3 separate regions of the Sus scrofa genome follow, and regions 1 and 3 are each linked to region 2. The links are chromatin contacts, called in public HiChIP or PLAC-seq maps. All regions are on one chromosome and are shown on one strand. The core of a region is the stretch at or near the end of the contact, and the rest is flanking DNA. Distances in the headings are between cores, read along the strand shown.

What was found. HiChIP or PLAC-seq counts read pairs in DNA pulled down with a chosen protein or histone mark.
Region 1: an H3K27ac HiChIP or PLAC-seq map of skeletal muscle shows a contact between it and region 2, with 5 times the contacts expected there. The contact joins two enhancer-like sites. A contact is called at or near these places in 1 of 47 Hi-C or Micro-C datasets (embryonic fibroblasts) and 1 of 2 datasets of contacts at active chromatin or transcription factors (skeletal muscle).
Region 3: an H3K27ac HiChIP or PLAC-seq map of skeletal muscle shows a contact between it and region 2. The contact joins two enhancer-like sites. A contact is called at or near these places in 1 of 47 Hi-C or Micro-C datasets (embryonic fibroblasts) and 1 of 2 datasets of contacts at active chromatin or transcription factors (skeletal muscle).

The regions. Positions count from the first base shown.
Region 1 is chr2:46,437,980-46,442,678 of Sscrofa11.1, reverse strand. The region is part of intron 10 of TEAD1 (TEA domain transcription factor 1); the gene reads left to right. Among named protein-coding and RNA genes, the nearest start is that of RASSF10, 100 kb to the right of the region's middle. Within about 2 kb of position 2,413, at least 4 of the 83 cell types and tissues checked have an H3K27ac peak or open chromatin away from gene starts, as enhancers often do. A contact at or near this core is called in skeletal muscle, where this site is marked.
Region 2 is chr2:46,819,532-46,824,187 of Sscrofa11.1, reverse strand. No RefSeq gene overlaps it. Among named protein-coding and RNA genes, the nearest start is that of TEAD1, 150 kb to the right of the region's middle. Within about 2 kb of position 2,232, at least 9 of the 83 cell types and tissues checked have an H3K27ac peak or open chromatin away from gene starts, as enhancers often do. A contact at or near this core is called in skeletal muscle, where this site is marked.
Region 3 is chr2:46,463,566-46,468,304 of Sscrofa11.1, reverse strand. All of the region lies in intron 5 of TEAD1 (TEA domain transcription factor 1), which reads left to right. Among named protein-coding and RNA genes, the nearest start is that of RASSF10, 130 kb to the right of the region's middle. Within about 2 kb of position 1,639, at least 26 of the 83 cell types and tissues checked have an H3K27ac peak or open chromatin away from gene starts, as enhancers often do. A contact at or near this core is called in skeletal muscle, where this site is marked.

The DNA of each region.
Region 1 (4,699 bases), core at 1,164-3,663, 380 kb after region 2:
CCCCCGATAAAACTTAAGTCACAACTCTCACATTATACATTTTTTCCACCCACAGTTTATAAGCCATATCAGACCCCATGCGGGACCTATTAAGAAAAGCAGCGATTTCTGCATCCCCCCCACCCCATCTCCCACCCCTCTAGTCCTACTCCTTAGGGACAGCTGCTTGAAGCCTTTCAGCCCTTGCTTTTTTTCTTTTTTCTTTTCTTTTCTTTTTTCTGTCTTTCGAGGCGCATACCCACGGTATATGGAAGGGCCCAGGCTAAGGGTTGAATTGGAGCTGCAGCTGCCGGCCTGTGCCACAGCCACAGCAACCCAGGATCCAAGCTGTGTCTGAGACCTATACCACAGTTCACGGCAGCACTGGATCCTTAATCCACTGAGCGAGACCAGGGATCGAACCTGCGTCAGACTCGTTTCCACTGAGCCACGACGGGAACTCCCCAGCCCTTGCTTTGTATATTACCTCCATATTTCTGAGGAACATGCTTATACTCTGTATTTTGATCCATTGATTTTAGATGCTCTTTATTGACTTCTTACTGTGGAAGACCTGAACTTAGCTCTCTGGATTTAGCACATGAAACCCCCTCCCCCCAAAAACCTCCGTATACTTATATCACAATTTTTTGGTTTAATTAACACTCAGTATTTATATTACAAACCTGTGTGAATTTTGTACATAGCATGGTTAATGTGCGATATATGAGAACCATTTTCTTGATTGTAAAACTTTTTTGTGAGGTTTGTCATTGCCCTTTTTTATTTCTTCAGTTTTCATAGACTTCCACAATTGATCCTCCATATTTCTAACAGAATTCTCAAACCCTTCTCCAGATGGTCAGACAAGTCAGGGCTCTGAGGTCTTTTGTCCCCTTGGCGACATCCCCCAGGAGCCTTCCACTCCTCGTCCACACTGCGCTGGCTCTGTCCAGGTCAGCAGCCTAGCTCTTGGCCCGTGTGTTCCTCTAGCTCTCTTCTGGGTTAGTCCCTCATCTCCCTTCTTTTTTGATTTACTCCCTCATTTTATAAGAACATATCCTACTGCTACCTGAGAATAGTTGCAAGGAAGGTCAGTTTTCTGAAACCTTACAAATCTGAGAGTGTGTTCTCTTCTCACATGTGATGGGTAACTTGGTTTTCATCTTAAGCTTATGAAGTTTCATTCACATTTTCAAGGTGGATTCCACATATGTTTCCTTGCTCATGGAAATAACACTGGTGTTTAGTACTAGAGAATAAGGATATCCATATTAAAAGAGCAGGTGAATACTGACTCAAATCATGGGATTTAAGTCATGTGAAGGGGATGTTGACAGTCCTTACCCCCAACTCTCTCTGTAGGGACCTCTGAGAACATATATTTAATGGGCATGTTCCTGAACACAGGTTTTGCTGCTCGCCATTCAAAAATCAATACAGGGGAGAGAGAGAGAGAAATCATAATGCCAACAATCTGGAGAGGTGGTGGATGCAATGAATCTGAAGATTCTGCTCAGCCATGAAGATTTTTAAAGGGAAAAGGGGAAGACATCTCAGTTAACCATTGAGCCAGGGGATCAGACTCCAGTGTGCACAGGCTGGTCGGCTTATGATTTTTTCCCTTAGATCCTCTCTTGTTCACCCAGTTTGTTCACGAAAGGGGAGGCTAGGAAAGCGATCTGGTCATCTGCTAATGACTTATTCTTCCTTTCTGCTTCTTTAATCTGTGGAAAGAACCCAGCAGATTAGGCAAAGTATTGTGTGATCAAAAGATGTGAAAGGTGTGCTGGGGCTGGAAATGAGTAGAGCATGAGGTCCCTGGCTTAAGGTTAGTGACAAGATAAAAGAGAGCCTCCTGCAGAGAGCTCTTCCTGCCAAAAGCTGCGTCCAGGCAGCACATGAGTCTGTCTATAGAGGCTGAGCTCTGTACAGTCACTCCGTAGCCTCTGGGAAGAGAGGGACTTTGTCCTCTTAGCTCATGGATTTCCTGTGCCCAGCACAGTGCCTGCCATGTAATGAACCTTGAGTGTGCTGACTTATTCTGCTAAAATCCCTACAAGGCACACGCAGAATACCTTTTCTGCTGTTGTCATTGATATATTGATAGCACATCTACTGAGTGCCTAGGAGACTTTTTTTGTGATTGAACAAGCCAATGCTATTTTGAATATCAAGGAAATACAATCTTAGGCCTTGGTGTATGTGATTCAGTGGCATTCCCTCTGTTCCTGCTTACATGTTCCCCCAAATCCTTGGGATTTTCTTTCTTTCTTTTTTTTTTTTTTTTTTTTTGTTATTGTTTTTGCAGGTAATTTGTTTTCTGCCCTATAGAATAAAACTGTGCTTTTTTGACTGTTCCATCTTTAGCTTGGGGGAAACCACCACAACTGGGAAGAGAATAGGATTTAATTGGGAAGGAAAAAGAGAAGTGAGGGAGCCACCCTAGCCTTCTTCCCTTATTAGGAGAACTGGGAGGAAGGGAAGTAAAGCCTCAGCAAATGCGCTTTAGAGTTTTAATTTCATTAACACTTGAACCCAGGCACATCAGGTAGATTTCTTCTTTTTAGCTTTTAGGATTTGGGGGCAGAAGGCTTCCCGACCTACCCAAACTGAATTTAGGAGAGAGGGAGGTCTGTTTGTCCTACTGATGTGGCCTCCAGGATACCTTCTTTTAGTCCTTTGTATTCTTAGAAACAAAGTCACCTCTTGGCAGGGATGAAGCCACTCAGATGCCAACAGTCAGGGTCTGGTTTCAAGTCACCAGCCTTAGAGAGGCAGTGCCCGATTTCCTTTGGCAAAGATAGCCTGCCCGTTCTCAATTCATTTCAGCCTCTTGGGCACAGAGGTAACTTCCTCAAAATAGAAACCTTTGAAGACTATCTGATGCATCTGTGAATCATTATGTTTGTCCCGAATTCTAATTTCACTTCTCAGAACTGTGAAAACACTATTGAGCTTTTTTTCTTTTTTCTCAAATCAACTTTCAGAAAAAGTCGATCTGCGTTAGAAGTATCTAGGCTTTTATATTTTCTTCTGGAGACAGTGCGGTTGATGTTTGCAGCAAATGCATGGGCTAAGGTGTTGACAGATCCATGCTTTAGTCTTAACTCCAGGACTATTCCTGGATGTGTGACCTCAGGCAAGTCTGTTCATCTCTGAGCTTCTATTTCCTCATCTGTTTAAAAAAAAAAAAAAAAAAAAAAATTAAGAAAATCCACCTACAGTGTCGTTGGGAGGCAAAGAATACCCGAGGTCACTAATATAGAAAGCACATTGTATGTAACACTGAATGGACACAGTTCTCTTTCTTCTTTCAGGCACAGGTGAGAGGCCCACACCGAGAGCAGCTTGAAGTGAATGGGCCATGATGAACCGCTGAACTTGCTCTTGGCTTATTTGTGTTTATTTTTTCTTTGCTAAGCAGGAAGGTTGGCTGAAGCAAGGAAGTTCTTTTCCTTCTACCCCAGGATCTAGTTAATCTCACGTAATAATAAATTACAGTAATAGTAATCTTAGCAGCTATGATTTATCAAACATTTCTCGTTTGCTAGGCCCTGTGCCACACACGCACTGTGCATTATTTCCTTTCATCTTCGAACTTCTTCTGTATGACAGTCCTGTATCCCCATTGCACATAGGAGGAAAGTGAGATCTCAGGTTCTTGTCTGGCTCCAGAGTGCAACGCACTCAGCACCTTGATTTTCAGCTATATGTTGCCCTGTTGAAGAATGGCAAATTTTACCCTCCATTCACCTTCTTGATCTCTTAATACCTGGAGGTCCCGACTGTGGTTCCTGAATTTCAGCAGTTTTGACCTCACCCCGTGGACCCTTGCCTATGTCCCCAGCTTTCTCTCCAGTGAAATTAAGGTGTCGTTCTAAGAATTACATTTGTTGCAAATTGTTTTTTCTCTCACCAGGAACAACACATAAGTCCTTTCTTTTGACGCAGTCGAAGAGCTGAGAGGTGCTCAGTGAGAGACTGATTCAACCTCACAGGTGTCCTCAAGGCTCTGCTTGTATTCTATTTTTTCCCCCCATAAATTTGCTGCCTGCAAGTGGCACAAGAAATCAGAGAAATGGTGCCTCCCAGAGCTGGGTAGGGCTGAGAGCTTGCTGCAGGTGGAGGTTAGTCTAAGGTTGGGCAGATGGACATGCAGACAGCCAATAATAATGGCTGGATAGGAGTTCCCATCGTAGCACAGTGGAAACGAATCCAACTAGGAACCATGAGGTTGTGGGTTCGGTCCCTGCCATTGCTCAGTGGGTTGAGGATCTGGCGTTGCCATGAGCTGTGGTGTGGGTTGCAGACGCTGCTTGGATCCTGCATTGCTGTGGCTGTGGCGTAGGCTGGCGCTACAGCTCCAATTAGACCCCTAGCCTGGGAACCTCCATATGCCGTGGTTGCGGCCCTAGAAAAGACAAAATAAATAATAATTAATAATAATGGCTGGATAATGAAGGAACACCTTTTGCCCTCTGTTCTTGTATGGGTGGGTGACTAGGGGACAGACAGAGGACCAGACCTGAGGCCTGCCTCATGTACCTCCTCATCTCTGAGGGCCTTGCACCAGTGTCTGCTCCCAACCTCACCTGTGTTATTTTTGTCCTCCTTTTAACCCACTGATGAGACTGGATGTGCCTTAGCAGCAGTGCCTCATACATTTCTGGGGGCTTGAGTTTGCCTATAATTAAAAAGTTGATGTGACAACGTTTGA
Region 2 (4,656 bases), core at 983-3,482:
CACCTGCAGGTGCAGCCTCCTTCAGGCCCTGAGCCCAGGGGGACCCTCAGTGAGCCTGCAGTGTTTTCTCACTCACACCTATGAGCCTAAAGGGCCGAGGCCTGAGAGGCTGAGGTTCTGAGCAGCAGCCTCTTGCTGTTCCCCAGCACACCTGCATGTCTGCCCCCGTTTCCATCCCTGGCTCTCTTATCTCCCAAAGGAAGTGTTGCTGATCATGAGGCCAACCCGCTTAACTGAAGTCCTGACATCACGCCCACCCTTGGCTCCCTTCCTCGGGGGGAGGGATGTCAGATTTGTGTCCTCAAATCTGGCCACTGTTTGTGGTCTTCTCAAACAGATAGAGTTACCCCAGAACTTGGCCACTGTGGATAACAGAGGGTGGTCAGAGGAGGCGGTGCTATGTGGCTTCTGAAGCTCAGACAAGGTTCAGGTGGGGTGGACCTGGGAAGAGACAGCCCCACAGGAAGACGTGGTGTCCAAAATCTAACATCAGGCAGACAGCAGAGATTCTAGCCACCTACACAGCAAGCGACCAGGAGCTTGGTAGACTGGAAGCTTCAGGGAAAAATCTCTGGACTTCAGGGCTGAGCGCCAGGCCTGAAAAGACTCAAGGTCTGAGCTCTGACTGCTAGGGTGAAGGACTGAATTTCATCTGGATCAGCAAGGTACTCCTGGAGAAGGTGGGGCCAACCAGGGCAAAAAATAAGGGGTCTGGACCCAGAGGTGCTCATACAGTTGGTAATGTTTGCCTGAGAAGAGCTAAGAGTCATCAATCCCCCCAGAGTGAGCCATGGTGGGCAGTGGGGTAGCCCAGGAATGCATGTGACAAAAAAAAAAAAAGAATGGAGTCACTCAGAGTTCCCGTGGTGGCTCAGTGGTAGCAAACCTGACTAGAACCCATGAGGATGCAGGTTCGATCCCTGGCCTCACTCAGTGGGTTAAGGCTCTGGCATTGCCATGAGCTGTGGTGTAGGTTGCAAACACAGCTTGGATGGGGCGTTGCTATGGCTGTGGTGTAGGCCAGCAGCTATAGCTCCAGTTGGACCCCTAGCCTGGGGACCACCATATGCCTCAGGTGTGGCCCTAAAAAGACAAAAAAAAAAAAAAAAAAGGAATGAAGGAATGTATACAAGAGACAAGCTGTAAAGTTGCTCAGTCTTGGACACGGACAAGAGTGTCTGGGCTGCAGAGCAGGGCTGGCCCAGGTAGCACGTGAGGTGCATCCTCAGTCAAGGAGCCCTGGGACTCATGTTCTAGAGCCCGCTCCACCCCTGCAATGCCAAGAGATTTGGGGCAAGTCATGTGGCACCTCCGCTTCTGATGAGTGCCTGCAGGAAATGGATGGGCCGCTCAGGAGTGAGAATTTAATGAAGTCACTGTTTGCAACTCTGGGGACAGGGCCGAGGGAGCTCCAGAGGCAAGGGGAGCCCAGCTGTTGCAGCCTCCTGGGGTACAGAGACAAAGTTTGCAAGCAACCTCCTGGGGTACAGAGACAAAGTTTGCAAGCAGTCCTGGAGGGGTATGCAGGGCCGATTCACTCTGAAAACTTTTCCTCATCCAGAAAAGGAGGAAACGCTATCTGTCCCAGGAGGGTGTGAGGACCAGGCACAAGGGGGACTGGGGAACTTCTGAAAGTCCCTTTCAGCCCTTTGAGCCTAGGATTCTCAGCAAATAAAACCACGACAAGGAGGGACTGAGCAGGGTGCCTGGGACAGAAGAGAAAAGTCTCAGAAGCTTATAGCACTAGTCTGGAGACCCAGCAGAGTTCAAGCTTGAGTTTGTGTGGTTTTTTTTGTTTGTTTGTTTTTTAGCATTTTGTACACAAAGGTTTATTTCTCAATTAAGCATTCCCTTCAAACATAAGGAATTAATTCTAAATCTTCATAAAGATGAATTAAAAATGAAATCCCTCCAGTATAATGCACGTATCACTGTGTTTTTGGTCACTACTGGCGTTTCCTATTTACATCAAAAACAAAGACAGGTTATTTAAAAAATCATGCTACTGGATTTCTAGCTCTTCCTCTATGACCAGTCCACACTGATTGAGTTTGAATTTAAATGGCCACCCCAGATGGCACTAACTTCCGTGGGAGAACAATCAGTATACGGGAAAGGAGCAGTTAAAAGGCCCAGGTTCAAATCTGGCTTTGCTACTTATTAGGTAAGGAACAGTCCTCAAGCCTTCTGGCTTACTATCCTGAACTGTACACATGGGAATAAACTCTCACGACCTTGTTATAAGGATTTCTTTCAAGGAGATGATGTGTCACGGTGCCTGGAACACAGTTTGTTCTCATTAACTAGGAGCTTTTTACTTTCCTTTCTTAAGGACACAGAACCTGGAAGGAAATGACCTGGACTTAGAGTGAAGGAGTGAAAAATGAACGTAAAAAAGCAAGTGAGCTGGGCGCGTCTCAGGAGATGGGTTGCCTATGAAACCGGTTCCCTGAAAGGAGGGCTGGGAAAGATCTGAAAGGAACCGCCCCCCACCCCCCATGCTGTAAGGCAAGTAACATGAGACCACAGAGTGACCTGCTGTGAATGTCCAGAGATGACTCAGCCTCGGAGCAGAACGTGGTCCAAAGCACGTACCAGCCGAAGCCCCAGGTCCCCATGGAGTCCTGGTAACTCGAACTTCTTCAAAGGGCATCCCGTGGCTTCCGGGTGCCCTGTGGTTGGGACAGGCTTGTAGGATAAACCCTGGGGCATGTGCTCTCCTCGGGGTGAGGGGCCAGCTCCTCATTAGTTGAGGGAACGACGTGAACTGGGCGCTGAGGAAGCAGCCCTGGACGCAGAGCTGGCAGTTCTGGATGCAATTCCCCCTCTGCCGCTCTTGTGGCTTCTCCTTGAGTCTCCCTCTCTTATCTGCAGAATGGGAGTGATAATAATCTCCCCTGCACAGAGTTTCCACGAGGACTGCAAAAGACCACATGGAATGTAGAAACGCGCCTGCACCCGAGGGCGCGGCGAGATCAAACGGCAGTGGCCTTGCTCGCTGCTCTTTCCCCGAGGCGACCGTGTGATGGAGAAGTGCCTCTCCCCCATCAAAGGCAGATGAAGGGCTAATTCTTCCGAGCCCCAGGCCAGGAGGGAGCTCACACTGCTTGGGGTGGAGAACACAGACTTCCAGGCCCCAGAACTCTGAGTACCAAGATCACAGGCAGAGAAGCCACTTGGGGACTTGGGGTATTAGCAGGGCAGACCAATTAGACAGAGGTGACCTCCATGGTAACTCAGTCCCCAAGACTGTGCTCCCAGCAAACTGAACCACTGCCAATGCTGAGAATTCCCTGTAGGCCCATGGAAGGGGCAGCCCAGTGAGACTGGGCAGTGAGATCCCAGGCGGGAAATACAGAAGCTGGAAGGAGAGGATGCCTGCCTGAGTCAGAGCAGAAGTAACTCCAGTAATTCTCAGACCTCCACCTAGAATGCACTAGGATGCAGGAGAGACTGGGTAAGGTCCCCATCATAGAGTGTGGGATCAGTCATTCCCAACAAATCCTTCTGTTGGGCTCACAGGAGCTCCAGGTATTGCTGATGAGGAAGCCAACATAGGTAGACTCCACCTATAAGCTTAGTGATGCCAGTTCCCAGGACAGGCAACCAAAGAAGCTCCCCACTTCCTATTCTTTGTTGGGAAGGGAAGATATCTTAGGTAGACTGGCTCCTCTCTGGACATGCTTCCTGAAACACCAGCTCCCAGCACAATTCCTGGCCCCTTGCTGGCACTTGGTAAATGTTCCTGCTTTCATTTCCCTAAGGAATGTACTGCCATCCAGACAGAAAACAATACTCATGGACACTCGTGGGCCCAGTCCACTGGAGAAGAGGTCCTGGAAGCAGTCTGGACCCAATGCCCTAGAAAGCACCAAGGCCCCAGCACAACTTAAATGAGAAAAGGCCAAGCAGCCCAGGCCCAGGATCTCCCGCTGCCTGGACCCAGATAACAAGGGAGACAGCTTTTCCTGTGGTTCCCAAGCATCAAAACTCCTCCAGATGCTGGGCTGGGCTCTAGGGGCCCAAAAAGGTCTAAGACACATCTTTGCCCTCAAAGTCGTTGTCCTGGGACTGGTAAATAGAAGGCACAGAGTAGGGGTAAGTGTTGAAAGAAGGACAGGGGTGGGATCGTGAAGGACCCCAAAAGTCAAGCTATAGGATGGTCCTTGTCCGGCGTTGAGGAACCAGAGAGGGTCTCTAAGTTTCTCTAAGCACAGAAGTGATAAGATCAGACGTGACTGTGCAAGGAGAGGGAAAGAAGGACCCTGCCTGCTCCTGGGCCCACAGTGTGGCCACCAGGGCAGCGCCTATGGGCATGTCAGCTCCTCTGACCCATGCTGTCCAGGTGCCAGGCTGGCTTTGTCCCTGCTGTCTTGCTCACTTGATCCCCAGGCTCCTCACCCTTCTTGCCATCATGATCAGAGGATCTGGATGGTATTTTTGAAGGCCCAGAAGTCTCCAGACTCCACCGTGTAATATAAAAATTAGAGCCTTAGCTTGGAGACAGGCAGGGTTCTAGAACCGAATTTCCTTCTGAATGACCTTGAATAAGACATGATTATATACACAATGGAATACTACCCAGCCATGAAAAAGAACAAAATAATGCCATTTGCAACAAGGAGGATGGAACTAGAGACGCTCATACTGAGTGAA
Region 3 (4,739 bases), core at 390-2,889, 360 kb after region 2:
TAAGAATCTTCCTCAGTGGAAACAATTTCGCCCTTACCTTATACATACCCAGATAAACCGATCCACAGTTGTATTTGTGTTAGCGCTTAAAAAAAGAAAACTGCCCCTTACTCTCGGCCAACCCTGGACCACTCTCTCCTGGGGCAGGCAAGAGGAGGCGGAGGCAGAACCAGAGGCAGTGGGGTAGCAACTGGCTTGGCCTTTCAGCTCCAAGAACCACCTCCGTCTTCGTACAGTTCCTTTCCTGCCTTCCTACCTCATTATTCTGGGGAAAATGGAGGCCTTTGTTCTTCCCATCAGCTAATACCAGTTGAGTGTTCCAGGCATGGCGATCATCACGGTGGGCAGTTAACAACCAATCCCCTATTCACAGAGCTGGCTGTGGAAATGGGAATGTGAAATATAGGGCACTGTGGGATAAGTGTTCACAGAAAGAGCCAAAATTAAATGTGCGGGGAATCCCGGGGACGAGCTGCTTAGAGACGGTGCTGCAGAGTCTGGGGATGGGAGCCTGGCGTTCGTGCCACACAAAGCCCCCTATGGCTTTTCCCGCGTCAGCTCACTGCAAAGTGAGTTCTGGTCCTCAGATTGTGAGGAATAATACGTAGGAAACCAGGGCTCACCCAAAGCCACCCAGCTTAGGGATGGGTGAAATCAGAATTTGAACTCAGATCTTTCTGCATTCTAAACCAGAGCTCTTTGAGACTGGGTTTCATCTAGTGGAGGCTGCTGTGGTTTTCAGGCAGCAGGTTTCACATCAGAAAACAGTATGGGTAACCTGTCACAAGCCCTCACTCCCCTTGGAACTGGGCATGCAGCCCTTATTTCCCGGCCTTCCCTCAACCCCCACACGTTAGAAGTAGGATGACTCTTTAACATTGAGCCTTTGGTCAAGGTGTGGACTTTTAAACTGCGATCAATGCTGTGATGCCGGTAACTCAGGGGCTGAGGTGGTGCTGGCTGCGGAGTGGCTGCGTTGCCCCTCAGAGGGAGTTAAAAGATAGTCGAGGAGAATACGGTGACTGTCACCTGCCTGCAGAGATGCTGCTGCCTTCACCTTCTGCGGGCATTTGGGTTAAAGATGCTCTCCTGTACCTTCCCACCTAGCCATTACCAGGCTCAGGACCGTCAGCCTTGTAGGAAGGGCAGATCTCGCCGTTCCATCTGCACTTTCTTGTTCAGCTCTGGAGACTGACATCCATGGGAGGCGGGGATGAGCATGCTCGCTGGATTCCTTGTGGGGTCAGGCTGATAGCCTTGGACTTCTTGGCCTCCTACACTGGCTAAGGAGATAAACTCACTACAGAAAGTTGACGTCATCTCAGCAGACCACAGAGAGAACTTCTGGGCAAGGGGTGGGGGTGGCAGGAAGTGTCTGCACTCACAAGAAGTGCTGTGCTTTGTCTGAGAGGATGTAGTAAGGCTTCCTGGAGGAGGTGGCTACTGACTGGCCTTCTCAGGGATCGTCCTTGCCATGCCTGCCCCAGCTGGGCTACTCACCACTGCTCCACATGCTCAGAAGTCAAAGGATTTCTGTTCTCTAGGGTGGACAAAGGCCTGTGGCCCTCCTCTGAAGACTGAAGCCAAGCTTTATTTCCTTGTCCTCCCTCTGAGTTTGAAAGAGTGAATTGCTCACACCTGGGGCCAGTGCCAGGTGTGGGGCCTGTGGGGCCCTCTTGGCTCTGAGCCTCTGAGCCTCTCTTCACTTCCTGGGGATTCACTTCTAGTAGAATTCTTTAGGCTAGTGGTTTTTCAGCCTTTTTTTTTAAGCATTGAGACTCATATTTCAGATTGAAATCTTATTTGAAAATGTCAATACATAAAAGAGGAAAAGCTGTTTTAATTAAAGCTTAGACTCTCTCATCCTTAGCAGTGGCCTCTTTGGCTGGTTATGTTGTATAAGGTTTGGAAACCCACACTGCTTTAGGCAGAAGGAAGAGGAAACGATCGCCTCTCAGCCCCCCCACCCCCCGAGCCTTTATAGGCCAGGTCAGGGGTCCCTTTAAAAGCCCATGTTTTCTACGTTCCATAGCCTATTCTGCCTAATGTTTCTGAAGTAAACAGACTCCAAAGAGAGTGGTTATTCTCCTGTCACGGTAACAGATGAGTCATCCTAGCTGCAGAAGTCATGCTCCTGAAATTCTGTTAGGATAAGTTTCAAAGGTCAGCTTTATACTTCTGCTAAGTGCAGTGTTTCTTACAGTGCTTGTGTGTGAGCCAAGTCACCTCCGAATGTGTAGACTTTAATTTTTGTTAAAAAAAATTATTTTTAGTAAGAACTTATGATTTCTATGTAGATTTGAACTTTAAAAGTGCAGAAATGATTCCTGAATTCAGTAACTTTCCATTGAGAATCCGTGTGTTCTAGATCCTTTAGTAGATGTTGGGCATATACATTTGAATAAGTAGAGTCTCTGTTCCTGAGGATCACTCCTTCTTTCTGTTGTTTTTGGCTACATTTTGTAGAAAATACAAGATTTTCAGTACATTGTCCCCACATAGGACATAGGAGGCTCTGTTTAAATTTTTTTTTTTTTTTTTTTGCTTTTTAGGGCTACGCTTTGAGGCATATGGAAGTTTCCAGGCTAGGGGGTCTAATCAGAGCTGCAGCTGCTGGCCTGCACCACAGTCACAGCAACGCAGGATCCGAGCCACATCTGCGACTACACCGCAGCTCACAGCAATACCAGATCCTTAATCCAATGAGTGGGACCAGGCATCAAACCTGCATCCTCATGGATTCTAGACAGGTTCACAACCCGCTGAGCCACAATGGGAACTCCCGGGGCTCTGTTTAACAGAATAGTGCAAAGACCACACAGTGAAAAGAATGATTAATTTTGAGTGCGGGAGAATTAAAGAAAGCCCCGTGGAGGAGGTGCCTTAGAGCTCAGCATAGAGAAGGTAGAGAATTTCCACAGAGAAGGAACCTTGAAGGCCATCATCTGGCTGGAGGCCTGAGATGGGAGATGAGATGGGGAACCAAACAGGCAGCAAATCATCCCACAGAGCAGTGAGGTGCATCTGGGGGCGTGGGGACCACACAGGGATCATTCACATTTATACTTTAGAAAGATCCCTCCAGGAGTTCCTGTTGTGGTGCAGTGGTTAAAGAATCCGACTAGGAACCATGAGGTTTCGGATTCGATCCCTGGCCTCATTCAGTGGGTTAGGAGTCCAATGTTGCCGTGAGCTGTGGCATAGGTTGCAGATGCGGCTCGGATCCTATGTTGCTGTGGCTCTGGCGTAGGCCAGCAGCTACAGCTCCGATTAGACCCCTAGCCTGGGAACCTCTATATGCTGTGGGAGCAGCCCTAGGAAAGGCACAAAGACAAAAAAAAGAAAGATCCCTCCAACCATTTTCAGAGGATAGCTGAGAATGAGGCAAAGCTGGGAGGGAGCAAGACCACTTTAGGGCTGCTATGGGAGCTGGAGGGAGAGAGGTGTGAGCCCAGTCCAGGGGCTGGCCACCACCACCATCACCACCCACCCCTGGGCCCCCACTCTGTGGCACTTACCCGTCCTTGGTATCATCCTCAGCTGGCTCCTCACTCCAGTACACTCTGACTGCTGTGTACTCTTTCTTCCTCCGTGTTTTCAAAGTGTAAACTATGTTTAAAAGTTCTGTCCTGAAGTTCCCATTGTGGCTCAGTGGTTAACGAACCCAACTAGTATCCATGAGGATGCGAGTTCAATCCCTGGCCTCGCTCAGTGGGTTAAGGATCTGGCATTGCCTGAGCTGTGGTGTAGATCACAGAATGCAGCTCGGATCCCGTGTGGCTGTGGCTGTGGCATAGGCCAGCGGCTACAGCTCCGATTCGACCCCTAGCCTGGGAACCTCCATGTGCCTGGGTGCGGCCCTAAAAAAACAAAAAAAAGAGAGAGAAGTTCTGTCCTTATTAAGTCTGAAAAGTATACATCGATATTTCATTAGCAACATTTAAAACCTAGGTTTTTAAAGGCTGAGTTCTCTTCAAGTAATGACAGTTAAATGAGCCTGTACATCAGGATTAACTATGAAGTTTTTGTTGCCAATTTTAATAGAACCAAAAGTTAATCAAGAATGACATAGTCAACCTTCATGTTTGTACTATGCAAAAATGATGATTTTCATTGTATTTCCTTTAATTTTTTTTTCAGTGAAGGAACACAAATGGCAAAACATTATTCTTTTTCTAATTTTGTCTACCCACTCTTCTTCCCCAACCCACCTCAATCTCCGTCTCCCTCCCCTCCACCATCAGGGGCTTTCCTTGCCATTTAATATTTCCCTGAGAAAACCACATCTGCTGAGAACTGTCTCTTCTCCCTTTGCCCTTATCCTAAAACCATTCTAGTTTTAAATTCATTCTACTATGAATTTGTGCTGAAGTTGTTGGCATCAACATGAGACTTTTCCTCTACAGTTTATCCTGGCTTGAGCCAGGATAGATTTGACCAATCATTTGGGAAGGCCTTGGACACAGACTGCAAAGCACTAGGAGAGAGATGCAAGGGGCAAGAAAAACTAGGGGATGGTTGAAGAGGTCAGGTAGTCGTGTGAGGAGACCAAGAACCAGGAGCAGAGAGACTGGGGCAGTAGGGAGAAGGGGTGAAGGGGCCAGCAGAGTACAGGTGACATTCAGAAGCCCTGCAGTGGATCAGAAGTGCAAGGCCTTCCTGGCCAAAGTGCCAGAAATTTGGACATCAGATGTATAGTTTCAGGGTTTTTTTTGTTTCTTGATTTGGCTTTGGTTTTA